Regions from separate parts of the Sus scrofa genome. Here region 1 is linked to region 2. A link is a contact called in public HiChIP or PLAC-seq data. All regions are on one chromosome and are shown on one strand. The core of a region is the stretch at or near the end of the contact, and the rest is flanking DNA. Distances in the headings are between cores, read along the strand shown.

Region 1 (3,607 bases), core at 1,101-3,600, 140 kb before region 2:
CAGGATTAATATGGTGTAAGTTCTCAATACATAAATAAAATTAGCACAAAGCAAGCTCTGGGTAGGTAATTATATACATACTTTGGACCTCTCTCTTCATTTAATTAAACAATGACACAACTTACAATTTTATACTCAAATACTTAAGTTAGCTAAAACTCTTCAATGTAGTCTAAAGTTAATGTTTAATGATAGATATTTATAAAAATTTTTAGAAATTCCTTCCCAGGAATTTTTGCATTAAGCAGCTTAAAAACTTCCTAGTATTTTTTAATATAGTCTATGTTCTTTCAAAACTTGCCACAAGAGGTCAGTCTTTCCCAAGAACTAAGTTTAATATAGTCCTGCAGTCATTTCCAAGATACGCATCTATTTTTGCACTATATTATTTACGTCACCTATTATAGATTAAATTTGAATGTACCATGTGTTAATTTCATCCAAGGCACCAAATCGTTGGGAACTCCACAAAAAACGAAAGAAGATCATAATGATCACATACCTACAATTTAAAGAGTTTCAGATAAAAACTTCACTGGATTTTCAAAATAACATGAAGACAAAATCTTTACTAATTTTATTTGTGAAGACACAAACTATCAAGAAGTTGATTGTTACTAAACATTCTAAAAATGAGACAAATACATGAGATTTGGGTATGCAAACAAATGAGTGGAGAATTTATATTGGTCTATTAGACCTAAGAATCAATATTTGAAAAGCCACTTACCTTGCCAACTATCATTGCAGACACACAACTTTTCTCCTGTTAGGTCACAGTAACCATGATCTGGACTGCCACAATTGGCTTTACAGTAAGGAATATCACAAGCTTCACCTTTCCAGTATTTATCACATTCACAATATACTTGACTTGGAACAGAGATGCTAGTTGTACACTTCCCATGACCAGAGCAATTGTTAGGGCAAGAGTTGATTCTGTAAAATATAATTCATATATACTCAAATTTAAGACAATTGAAAAAAGAATTCTGATTATTTTGGAAACCTTATAAATGTTTTATCTGTCTATGTGCTTTAATGCAAGTTCACAATATGACTGCAATTCTTACTCCGTACCTTTTTACTCCTAATGGATTCAGCTATACACATATGCAATTAGCCTCAGCTCATTCAATGAGTTTACTGTGCTACCAAGACTAAACTTCCAAGGACTACACACTCAACATCTGCAGGATCTATGCAGTTCTGAGAACAATGTTTTGTAAAGACTTAAGCACCCAAATGCTTTGAATATATATTTTCAGGAAAAAAAAAAAAAAGTTCAAGAATACCTGAAACAATATGAGAAGCCAAGATTTAAACTGATTATATATATAATACTTAAATAGCACGCTATCACCTACACATTGTAAGTGAAAAGATATTTATCAAGTTTTGTTTTAAGGCCCTCTGATTATATTCTACTATATATTTATTTTCCCTTGTATACATGCTTGAGATGAATAAATCCTATAACAAACTGCTGATTTTAGGATATTTAAGATATTTTATTCCTAGTAAAAAACTCTCTATCATTTTCTACATTCCTGAAGAAAACAAAATAAAATGTCCTGCATTCTTCTGTGGCCAGTCCTGTGAAAGCACCTGAAGGCATCTCTGGCTAATCCACTTCAGCCTTGGGCTTAACAGATATAAAAATTTATATAGAGAGTTAGACACAATAGAGTCTAATTAACAATTATTTTTCTAGTCTTCGAGGATATGGTGGTATACAGCCACTTAACACACCTCCTAAGCCTCAATTTCCTAATGTGTAAAATGGGAAAAATGCCCTTTTGACAGAACTGTTGTGAAGAGAATTAAAGACCATACTATATACTATAAGAATATAATATATATAAAGCATCCAGTAGAGTCTCTAGAAAACTTAGCTCTGGAAAACTGAGCTCTTCAAATTAGGTGTAAAACAGCTTAGAGCACAGAAAGGTATCTGCTACTCCCCACAAAGTTACACTAAATTTGTATTTGTTTACTTAACTGTTTGCCAAAAATTTTTGGTTTTGTAATTAATTTTCAACCAAATTAACTTCTTACCATAGCGTTCTGAGACTTTGAAATTATCTAATACAAGCTTAGACACTTTTACGTCACTTAGGAAGAAATGTTATATATTTTGGAATTTAAAACACTAGCCTACTCCTAGTATATAAGATATTTATAAAAACAAATAATAACCTCTTTTATGTCAAATTATAAGAATCATTACAGTATGAAATTTTTGAGAAAAATACTTACGAGTAAAAAATGTTGAAACCAGTTAGATTATATGCAGCATCACTAAAAAAATGTAACAATGCATAGCCAGATGTTGTAACAACTTCAGGCACAGTTTCATTTCCCCTTATTTCAGGGACTATCAAACCACTATAAGAGAGCAAAGTTGAACATTGTGTATATTAATGTACACATGACTGTTAATCACATGAAATTTATTCAAAATATCCTTGTCAGAATCATTACGTATCTGAATTAGAATGGGCAACTAGAAGGATAAATCCAAAATGTGTTCATAGCCATTCTCTCCAATTAGCTCAATCTCTGCCAAAAGACTACAAACTACTCTCATGCCCCTGCACTCCTTTTTCTCTTCTCCCCATCTGGACGGCAATGTCCCATTTCTCTCTTTGCTCCTGCATTCCATTCTGTCATAATACTATAGGGTGATCTTTTATTTAAGTCATATGTAAACCTTCACTTAAAGCTACCTTGGGGAAGAAGTAATATTGTTAAAATGTCACACTGGAGTTCCCGTCGTGGCTCAGCAGAAAGAAATCTGACTAGTATCCATGAGGATGCAGTGGGTTAAGGATCTGGCATTGTCATGAGCTGTGGTGTAGCTCGTAGATGTAGCTCGTAGATGCAGCTCAGATCTGGCATTGCTGTGGCTGTGGTGTAGGCCAGCAGCTACAGCACTGATTTGACTCCTAGCCTGGGAACCTCCATACGCCGCAGGTATAGACCTAAAAAGACCAAAAAAAAAAAAAAAAAAGCCATACTACCCAAAGAAATCTACATATTCAGTGCAATACCCATCAAAATACCCATTACATTTTTCACAGAACTAGAATAAATAACCCTAAATTTTGCATGAAACCACAAAAGACCCTCAACAGCCAAGGCAATCTTGAAGAGAAAAAAAAAAAAAAAAGTACAGGTATCAAGCTCCCTGACTTCAGACTATACTACAAAGCTAAGTTAATCAAAACAGTAAGTACTAGACACAGATCAGTGGAACAGAAAAGAGAGCCCAGAAATAAACCAACACACTTGTAGTCAAGTAATCTATGTCAAAGGAGGAAAGAACATACAATGAAGAAAAGACAGTCTCTTCAGTAAGTACCGCTGGGAAAACTGGACAACCATATGTAAAACAATGAGAGTGCAACATGCCCATAAAGGAAATAAACTCATGGAGCTCCCTTGCAGCACACTGGGTTAAGGATCTGGCATTGTCACTGCTATGGCTCAAAGTCATGCTTAAAAAATAAAATAAAATGAAGTAAAATATAAACTCAAAACGGAGTAAAGCCCTAAATGTTAAGACCAGAAACCATAAAGGTCCTAGAAGAAAATATAAGCAGAA
Region 2 (3,412 bases), core at 882-3,381:
CTGTACTTGTGGCATATGGAAATTCCCGGACCAGGGATTGAATCTGAGAGGCAGCGGTGACCTATGCCACAGCTGTGGCAACATCAGATTCTTTAACCCACCACACCGCGCCAGGGATTGAACCTGCGCCACGGCAAGGATGCCAGATCCTTAACCTACTGTATCATAGCGAGAACCCACATTAGTTTTTAAGTTGTGAAATAGAGCAGAAATGCTCCGGCTGTTTTATATCCCTCTACTTGGACCCTGGCTGGTGGCATATGAAGACATCCTGTAACCGTGCCATGTCAACAGAAGGAGGGAGCCACCGCCACCTCTGGTTGACACAAACTGCAGAGCACCTTATAAAAATAAGTAAAACTGTGAAAGTTTCAATTTACAACTTTGTGTTTTTGGTGTTTTACTTAACATATCATGATACTTACAATTGTCCTTCTAATTTTCTGTATTATATTAAGAATACTTTTAATATTTCCTCTTAGAATATGATGCCAAAATGCTGAAAATGGTCTACTGAAGCATTTTTTAATGAAAAAAATTTGGTTTTGGCCAGGCCCACAGAAGTTCCTGAGCTAGGGACAGAACCCATACCACAGCAGTAACCAGAGCCCCAGCAGGGACAACACTAGATTCTGAACATGCTGAGCCACCAGGGACCTCTATAACTTTTTATATCGAATTTATGTTAAGTTAACCACAAATAAGATTACTTTAATTTTCATATTTAAAATTTACAAGTTAGAGGTTGTAAGCAACCACCTCTAAAAGAAAACCCATAAAAATCTAAAAACTCTTAATTTGATGAAAATTTTAATGATTCTTCCTCTTTGAAACTGTATTTATTTGAATAATGAAGTGGAATTTAAACATTTCTACAAACTGGCTGCATAACATATTGCTTTCCCATAACAAAAATATGAAGCACTTATTATATATGAAATTTACTATTTTGTAATGTGACTAGTTTAAAAACTATGTAAAGAGATAGGGAACTTTCAGTAGGCTACCTGAATGAAAACTGTTTTTAGACATTTATAGCAGAAGAGATTAACTGGAAATGGAGGGCAGCAATCTCAACATCTGTAAACATCACTTGAAAATGCAAATTGAAAAAACAATGTCATAGGGATTAATACCCTATAAAGAGGTATAAATAAATACTAAAGAACAGAGAAAAGAAAATTTTGATTGAAGATACACTCTTTAGCTTAATTGTTTAAAATGAGATTTAGTAAATTGGTACAAGGGTGGTTGATTGTATTGATTAAAGTACCAGAAAAATATCTCAGAGCTGCCAACACATGAAGCCATAGGACCTAGCCTGTGCTAATGATACAGGTGAATTTAATTAAACTTTAGTCTTCTGTTTACATCCTGTCAGCGGTAGCAGCAATAATTTTGTTCATTTACAAATATTTATTTAAAAAGTTTATTAGTTTCCAAGATCTAAATAAACACAGCTATTATCAAGATAAGTACAGCCTTATTAAAAACTGTTCTTAAGAATCATAAGCTCTCCAAAACACGAGTTTAAATAATAGCTTTTTCAAACATAAGTGAAGAAATTTCAATAACCAGAGCCACCTGCAAGCCAAAGAAACTCTAATTTACATTCACTTTTGTGACACCCAAGAAACATGTAGCTCATTTTTCTCCTCTGATTAAAAAATGTGGTCACCTTTTTCATATGAAAGTTTTGAATATGGGGGAAAAAATGTAATTGTAATGTATACATGTAAGGATAACCTGACCCCTTTGCTGTACAGTGGGAAAATAAAAAAAATTATAAAAAAAAAAATATGATATTCACAGTCTTACTGTGGAAAAAAAAAAAAGTTTTGAATAGATATCAAAATCAGAAAGTTGATTTTCCTAAATCCAATCTACCAACATAATAACACCATAAAAAAACTGTCCATCGTACAACAAGAAATGAACGACTGTAAGGCTACTTACAATGTACAGAAGATAAATTGTATGCCATAAAAACTACAAATCATGGACATTTTCTTCATGCAAAAAAAAAAAAAAAAAAAAAAGGAAGTTTGGCTTTTGCACATAGCTTATCATTCTGCACACAGGATTCAAATGTCAACCAGGAAATGATGACAATCCCAAGCCAGTCTTAAAATGTCTTAATTACATCATCGTTTTCCTCTGTCTCATTTAGAGTTATATACTCACAGCTCAAAACTTGTTCATTAGACTCCTCGGGTTTTGATTTTTTAAGTGCCAGCTCTTCTGGGAGAAGAGAGGCGCACTGATCAAGAGATTGTGCGATGTCATCAATCGTCCATTTGTCCTCGGGAAGGGCATGCTCTTCTAGTGTAAACGGTCCCTGTTTGGTCCGGGTCAGCTCTAGCACACTGGCACAGGAAGAGAGTTCTCCGGCAACAAAAGGGAAAAAGAGAACACAAGAGAAATGATTCAGGACTTCTTACTCTATTATTATTCAAAGGACAGACAACTCATTTCAACATCTCAGAACTACCCCAAATGTAAAATCCTAATAATCCAAGATCCTTGAGATTAAGAAATAATTAAGTTGCAAAATAATACTTAATAACTAACCTACCAAACTGCTTTAAAGTCTACAAGGAACTCTCACACACATTTATTTAACCCATGACGCGGAGCTCTATGAAGTAATTTTCATTTTGGTGACTCAATGTGACCTGTCCAGGGTCACCACTGCCAGCAAATGGCAGGGCCAGAACTGCAACTTCCTGGCTGTTTGCAAGACTACGGCTTCCAGGTTTTTTCGTTTGTTTGTTTTTCTTTAATTTGACTGTAGCAATGAAAATAACTTTTTTAGAAGGATTAATCTTTTTTTTCTTATCCCTACTTTGAGTCAAAATATTTTTACACTTGAAAAAAAATGCTGGTCCTTGGATTCATTATTCACATCTTCATTTTCTGCTCCTCTTTTTCTCCTCTCTCTCATTATAAGCATTTCACTGCAGCTGCTGATGCTGATAATTGTCTGCCATAAACCTATAATGCTTCTAAGGCTGAAGGCAGCAAAAATACAGTTCCTAAGGCCAGTACTCAAAGATACGAAAACAGATAATCCCTTCTTCCCATCAAAAAGGAATCTTACCCTCTAAATGATAATTCATAATTCATCTTTATGCTTACCTTTGCCAATGTCACTGACCAAGCTTCTGATATAAAAACCTCCTCCACATTCAACATCTGGAATGTTAACAGTGACATGGTAAATTGCTAACTTCCTACGAAATCCACTTTACATAGAAATGATGCCCCTAAACAAATGTAAAAATGCACTATGCAAACAATCAAGTGATAAAATATTTATGTGCTAAAACATAAATTATTCATCCAGTAGCATATGTGTTTGTGAGACTGAAAAGTCAGAGTGTAGAGAAAGCAAGCAGCAGACACTCATGAA

What was found. HiChIP or PLAC-seq counts read pairs in DNA pulled down with a chosen protein or histone mark.
Region 1: a contact with region 2 is called in an H3K27ac HiChIP or PLAC-seq map of alveolar macrophages. The contact joins two enhancer-like sites. A contact is called at or near these places in 1 of 47 Hi-C or Micro-C datasets (epiblast stem cells) and 1 of 2 datasets of contacts at active chromatin or transcription factors (alveolar macrophages).

The regions. Positions count from the first base shown.
Region 1 is chr14:125,445,959-125,449,565 of Sscrofa11.1, reverse strand. ATRNL1 (attractin-like protein 1) reads right to left here. Exons shown (of 29, transcript XM_021074415.1): 4 at 2,260-2,388; 5 at 731-939. Among named protein-coding and RNA genes, the nearest start is that of ATRNL1, 41 kb to the right of the region's middle. Within about 2 kb of position 2,350, at least 1 of the 83 cell types and tissues checked has an H3K27ac peak or open chromatin away from gene starts, as enhancers often do. A contact at or near this core is called in alveolar macrophages, where this site is marked.
Region 2 is chr14:125,302,495-125,305,906 of Sscrofa11.1, reverse strand. TRUB1 (probable tRNA pseudouridine synthase 1) reads right to left here. Exons shown (of 10, transcript XR_001301213.2): 7 at 3,139-3,195; 8 at 2,185-2,394. Among named protein-coding and RNA genes, the nearest start is that of TRUB1, 42 kb to the right of the region's middle. Within about 2 kb of position 2,131, at least 2 of the 83 cell types and tissues checked have an H3K27ac peak or open chromatin away from gene starts, as enhancers often do. A contact at or near this core is called in alveolar macrophages, where this site is marked.